2 separate regions of the Mus musculus genome follow, and region 2 is linked to region 1. Evidence: chromatin contacts called from public HiChIP or PLAC-seq data. All regions are on one chromosome and are shown on one strand. Each heading gives the region's core, a stretch centred on a gene start, on an enhancer-like site or on the middle of the called end of the contact. The rest is flanking DNA. Distances are from core to core; before and after follow the strand shown. Region 1 overlaps Nphp1 (nephronophthisis 1 (juvenile) homolog (human)). Region 2 overlaps Acoxl (acyl-Coenzyme A oxidase-like).

Region 1 (2,744 bases), core at 210-2,709:
GTGCTGTTTACTTGAATTTTCCCACAATCTAAGGCTGTCACAACTAAGAAGTGCTGCTGTCAGAACCAAGTAAGGACATGCCATCTGTAGAGATAGCCTCCCCACACAGCCCAGTTCTCTGAGCAGTCCAGCAAAGGCTGCAGTGCCAAAGGAAGCAGGGAGCCTGGGGCTTTCGGCTGGATGCTGCATTTTTACAGATTTTTTCTTGTGGGTAGAGATGGTGCTCAGGGCCTCACATGTGCTCAACATGTGCTCTGCACTGGACTCCCCACCCTCAGCTGCCTGCTTGGTTTTTCTCTCCCTTCTAATCTTTTGTTCTTCCATTTTCAACACATACACATAGATGCAGACATTGTTGCTGGCTTGGGATTCAGATGTGCAGGGTCTCATTGGCCCCTACAATGTGGTTTCAAATGAAAAAAAAAAATCTCCTTTTAGGTCCTGAGTAATATCCATACAGTTCGAGCCGTGTGGCAGCCTAAGAAGCCAAAAACATGGACCTTCTCTCCTCAGGTAAGTCACCTGCTGGGAGCCTCCTCCTGTGCAGTAGAAGGGGCACCGGAAGCTTCCAGAGTGTGCTGCATGGGACGTGCAGTGTTTAGGGCAAAATGGAAATCTTCATTATTTTTTGCAAGAGTCCCTCAGGTCCCTGACTCACTGAAGCTGTGACCACAGCCTCTAGGTGGATTTCAACTTTAGGAAATGTCCTTTCATGGAGCAGAAAACAAGAAGTAAGATTAGGATTGGGCGTTTTTCAAAATGAAATCTTCCAACTGTGCTAATGGCACTTGGTATTTCCCTCAGATAGGAATCAAAGGCTGGCGTGTCACACCCAGATCCCGCCGAGGCTGTGGTGAGGTTAGGGCTTCGAGCCCCTGAGTCAATGTCACACAGACACTGCCTAGTGAGTCAAGAGAGTCTTCGTGTACTTTTGACAGTATTGTTTGTGGTTTGCTTTTTCCTACCTCCAAGGACTCATGGCTTCATCGTTTGCCTCCCTCCCACAACTAACCCCTTTGTTCCCCTGCACCCTAGAAGCCCTTCAGTTCCCTTCCTCCTACTGCATCAGGTCTTAGCACAAGACAGGTCAGGGAGAGGGCACAGGCTGTGCTGGAGGCTCAGCCACCTCACTTGATGTGACTTGTGTCCTCGATGCTCCGTGGCACAGCTCCTCAAGCCCTTTGTTCCCTCACCCCCGCCTCTAGGGAGCACTGCTTGTCCTTTGGCTCAGACCTTCACAGTTTGCCCCTCATCTCTGGCAATGCGCAGCGTTAAAAGTCGGATTTCCTGGTTTCCCGGGACGTGAGGATGGGCTGAGGAATAATATGGGTGCTTTTCTTGCATGAAGCTGATCACATCACATGCTCTGGTGATGTGGGAGGAGTGTACATGTGCACTTACATTTGTGAGCAGCAGCAGTATCCACTACTGATAGATTATGGCCTTGGACAGGCCACATGCACCGTGGCCTTCAGTCCTTTAGAAATAGTGTGATGTAACAAACAGGATGTGTTTTGTCACAGCTCTGGGGTTGACTGATAGTTCTTTGCTTCTTTGCCTTTTCTAAGCAAAAAATAAATAAAAATTAATAACCAATCAACCAACTAAACAAACAAATCAAGAAGGTTTAAGGTAATTTCCCTGTCAACAGGAAAGCTAAATGTTTCTGCTTCTAATCATTCACGTGTGAATCTGGTCCATCTACTTTCAAGAACATTTTTTGTTTGTTCATTTTACATTTGTCTATTTTAACATATCATATGCTAAAACTATACATGCAAAAGAAGGGGAGAGGATAGCTTGGAGGTGTCAGTACTCTCCTCTACTTTGTGGGTCCATCCAGGGATCAAACTCAAGTCTTCAGGCCTGGCTGCAAGCCCTTTGCTCACTGAGCCATCTCTGTGGGCCCTTTAGTATAGCAAGAGCCCTTTGCTGATGAGGGACACTCTTCACTTCTGTCAGTAACTTTGGCTTCCTTATCTTTCTAGGTCACTGGCATCTTGCCATGCTTGCTCGATGGTGACTGTTTTATCAGGTCCAATTCTTCAACTCCAGACCTTGGGATATTATTTGAACTTGGAATTTCTTACATTCGCAATGTATGTCAAAACTGAAAGACAAACTGTTCTAATGCATCAAAGGGGAATCGTTAGAACCATATCTGACTTACAAGCAAAGTGATAGAAGCTATGTTAGCTACACTTGTGGTGTTCTGGTAAAACGCCCTGACAGAAGTGTTTATTCAGGGGAAGAGTTTATTCCAGCTCACAGTTCCAGGGATAAGAACACCATGGCAGGGAAGCACGCCAGGCAGCAGAGGGAGGCCTAGGCTCACTGCAGCAGCAGTCAAGAGGAAGGCAGGCAGGGAACAAATGGGACTGGACTGTAACCTCAAGGCTGCCCCAGTGACCCACTTCCTCCAGCAGGGTCTACCCCTAAAGGTTCTGCAACCAAAATCCCAAACAGTATACCAGCTGGAGACCAGGTATTCAAACATACATGCCTTTAGGGGAGATCCACACTGAAACCACAAAGAAGGATTTCTGTGTATCAGAAATTAACTCTGAAGGAACCAGATTGATGCTGACTCTCATTTTTTTTTTTAATTATTCATTTTATGTGAGTACATTATTGCTATCTTCAGACACACCAGAAGAGGGTGTCAGATCCCATCATAGATGGTTGTGAGCCACCATGTGGTTTCTGGGAATTGAACTTAGTACATCTGGAAGAGCAGCCAGTGC
Region 2 (2,700 bases), core at 81-2,580, 130 kb before region 1:
TTAAAGTTTATTGTAGACTAGGCATAGAAAATTATTACAAGCCGGGCAGTGGTGGCGCATGCCTTTAGTCCCAGCACTTGGGAGGCAGAGGCAGGTGGATTTCTGAGTTCAAGGCCAGCCTGGTCTACAAAGTGAGTTCCAGGACAGCCAGGGCTACACAGAGAAACCCTGTCTTGAAAAACAAATAAACAAACAAACAGAAAAAAAGAAAGAAAATTATTACAGTGGATTGAGTTTTTTAAAATTCCTCTGGACACCTTCCATAAATGTTTGCCATAAATGGCTCCTTTCCCCATAAAAGAACATCTGTATGAAGAAGCCTCGGGCCTCAGCCCTTCATTAGCCCTCCTGGCACACAGATGCTTGGGACCACGGAAAGGTACTACTCTTAGAAAAAGCCAGCAGCCTACTATAGAGCCACTAGATGGGGTGGAGGCCTAGATTCTGGCCCTGCCACTAGCCAGCTGACATCTGACAAATTCCAGTTTGGGTAGAATCTCTATGACTTTCAATGTAGACAATTTTTAAATCTTTGGTTAAGCTCAGTTAATCAAAGCAAACATGACTGTATACCACACAGTGATCCAGGAGCAGCTGTGGCTAGGGCTTATGCAAGACACTCAAAGACTTATCACCTGAAAACTACCCTGCCTGCACGGTAAGAACTGGACCCTAGTGAACTGTGAGCCCTGACAAACCCTGGACAAACTGCTATGTTGTTTTAGATCACAACATTTCTCAACTAAATACAAGACTCATGAGAATATCCACCTTACAGGACTGCCGAGATGAACTGTGATTGCTCATAGCATGCTTCAAATGCTGTCCCTTAACAGGAAGCTCTCAACAAAAGCCAGCCACAGTTGTGGCTTTTCTCTTTCAATCCCTTTCTCTGTGAATCTACTAAAGCAAGGGACAGAAACATGACAGAGTGAAATGTGAAGAAAAGGGACAGTCCCCTTCACAGGGACCATCTTACATGGAAATGGCTTCAGGCAGAAACACTGAGGAAAACCTGCCAGCCATCGGTTGTCATTGTCCAACCTTCCAGGTGGCACAGACGATGATTCCCAGTGACAGGTGACAGTCTCCATGAAACAATGCAGCTCCCTACAGCTGTAGCCCAGATACCCTCTGTCCCAAGTAAGTGGGCCACAGAGCTGAGGAAGGCCAGCTTCCTTCCTAGCAGGACCCAAGCAAGGAACATCTGAAAAACAGTCCACAGCCATGTGTCCCAGTCCCCATGGCTGCCGTGGCTGTACCTGGAGCCTCAGAAGGCTGGGTTCCCAGAGGCCTGTTTGGCCTCTGATGACTCACTGACAAGCAGTGCTGATCCTTGAACTGCTGGCACAGTCACAGCAGCTAAAGTTCCCTATGCCACATCAAACAGGGAGGAACGCCCAAGGACTTCCCTCTCCTTCAGCACTGAAAAACTCCACTCCTACCACAGGCGCTGAGAGTGTCCATCTATCTGTAAGCACGACCTAGCTGTGTGACTCAAGAAAGATGGGCTGCATGCCAACTCTAGGTCACTCTGCCAGGGATCAAGAGGCCTTACTCGGAAATATTTCTATAAAAGAGGGGGTGGGGCGCAGCTGAGCGACCGAGTTTGTATTCTTCATGTAGGAATTCTTAGATTCAATCCCAACCATGGAGAGCAGTGGGGCTTAGTATAGAACACAATCTCCGAGGTCCCTTCCAACCCACAATACCCTAGGGCTTTCCTTCTATAAGGTGCTAGCCCTGGATCCCGACCACCACCTGCCCCTGTCCCCTTGCCAGGGTAACCCTGGATGCTCCCTTTCAATGGTCTAGTTTCTTTGGTACACTCTGAGTCTCTGTGGGGTATGCACCAGGTCATCTCTATCATCATCGCAGTGCTGAAAGGGAACAAATTGGGCCCATATAAAAGGAACTGCGCTCAAAACGGTAGTTCTTCCACACACTTTCAACACACAAGCTTATCTCTAGCTGTACTGAGCTCTGGCTCCTCACTTTGGAGGAAAGTGCGGCAGATTAATCTTTTAAAAGATAAATATTGCGGTATATATGTCTTTAATCCCAGTAACTGGCCTGAAGAGGCAGGGATATCTCTCTGAGTTAGAGGCCAACCTGGTCTATAAGGGGAGTTCAAAGCCAGGCAGAGATACATTGCAAGACCCTGACTCAAAATAAAGATAAATGTTTACGTTTCTGTTGTAAAAACATAAGCAATTGCCATAGAGTCAACACGACAATGTGTAAGCATTTTTATACCCATCCAAAGTGATACAACGGGCTTTGGTTTTGTTGGGTTCATTTGATTTTAGGAGACATTTATGAGTCAAATTATGCCCTGGAGTCATCAAAATAACCATAGCTTATTTACAAGCTTGATCTTGAGCCCAGCAATCACACAGCTGAGGCTCCCCCACTCTCACAGTGACCATTGCCCTTTTAAAGTCAGCACTTGTGGTTGATAAGAAGCCGAATAAACCGCTGACAACGGCAAAATTCCAGCCACTTCTGACACCCAAAGCAAAGCAAATAAGCAGTCAGGAAACAATCCGCAAATTGGTCTTTGCTGCCCTCTGGTGGTTGGTCCTGGGAAGGTTCCACGCCATAGTTGACACAGATGTACCCTTACCCCAATCTCCCATCCCAGGACCATCTACGCTAAAACCATCATCCCACCAGAATTCTCACCCACAGAGCAAGTCC

The links. HiChIP or PLAC-seq counts read pairs in DNA pulled down with a chosen protein or histone mark.
Region 2: an HNF4G HiChIP or PLAC-seq map of pancreatic cancer cells shows a contact between it and region 1. The contact joins two enhancer-like sites. A contact is called at or near these places in 8 of 39 promoter capture datasets (the HPC-7 cell line, embryonic stem cells, hematopoietic stem and progenitor cells and 3 more), 1 of 484 Hi-C or Micro-C datasets (trophoblast stem cells) and 1 of 115 datasets of contacts at active chromatin or transcription factors (pancreatic cancer cells).

Annotation. Positions count from the first base shown.
Region 1 is chr2:127,758,931-127,761,674 of GRCm38.p6, reverse strand. It overlaps Nphp1 (nephronophthisis 1 (juvenile) homolog (human)), which reads left to right. Exons shown (of 20, transcript NM_016902.4): 12 at 439-513; 13 at 1,989-2,099. Among named protein-coding and RNA genes, the nearest start is that of Nphp1, 29 kb to the left of the region's middle. Within about 2 kb of position 1,459, at least 42 of the 459 cell types and tissues checked have an H3K27ac peak or open chromatin away from gene starts, as enhancers often do. A contact at or near this core is called in pancreatic cancer cells, where this site is marked.
Region 2 is chr2:127,889,456-127,892,155 of GRCm38.p6, reverse strand. The region is part of intron 8 of Acoxl (acyl-Coenzyme A oxidase-like); the gene reads right to left. Among named protein-coding and RNA genes, the nearest start is that of Acoxl, 36 kb to the right of the region's middle. Within about 2 kb of position 1,330, at least 43 of the 459 cell types and tissues checked have an H3K27ac peak or open chromatin away from gene starts, as enhancers often do. A contact at or near this core is called in pancreatic cancer cells, where this site is marked.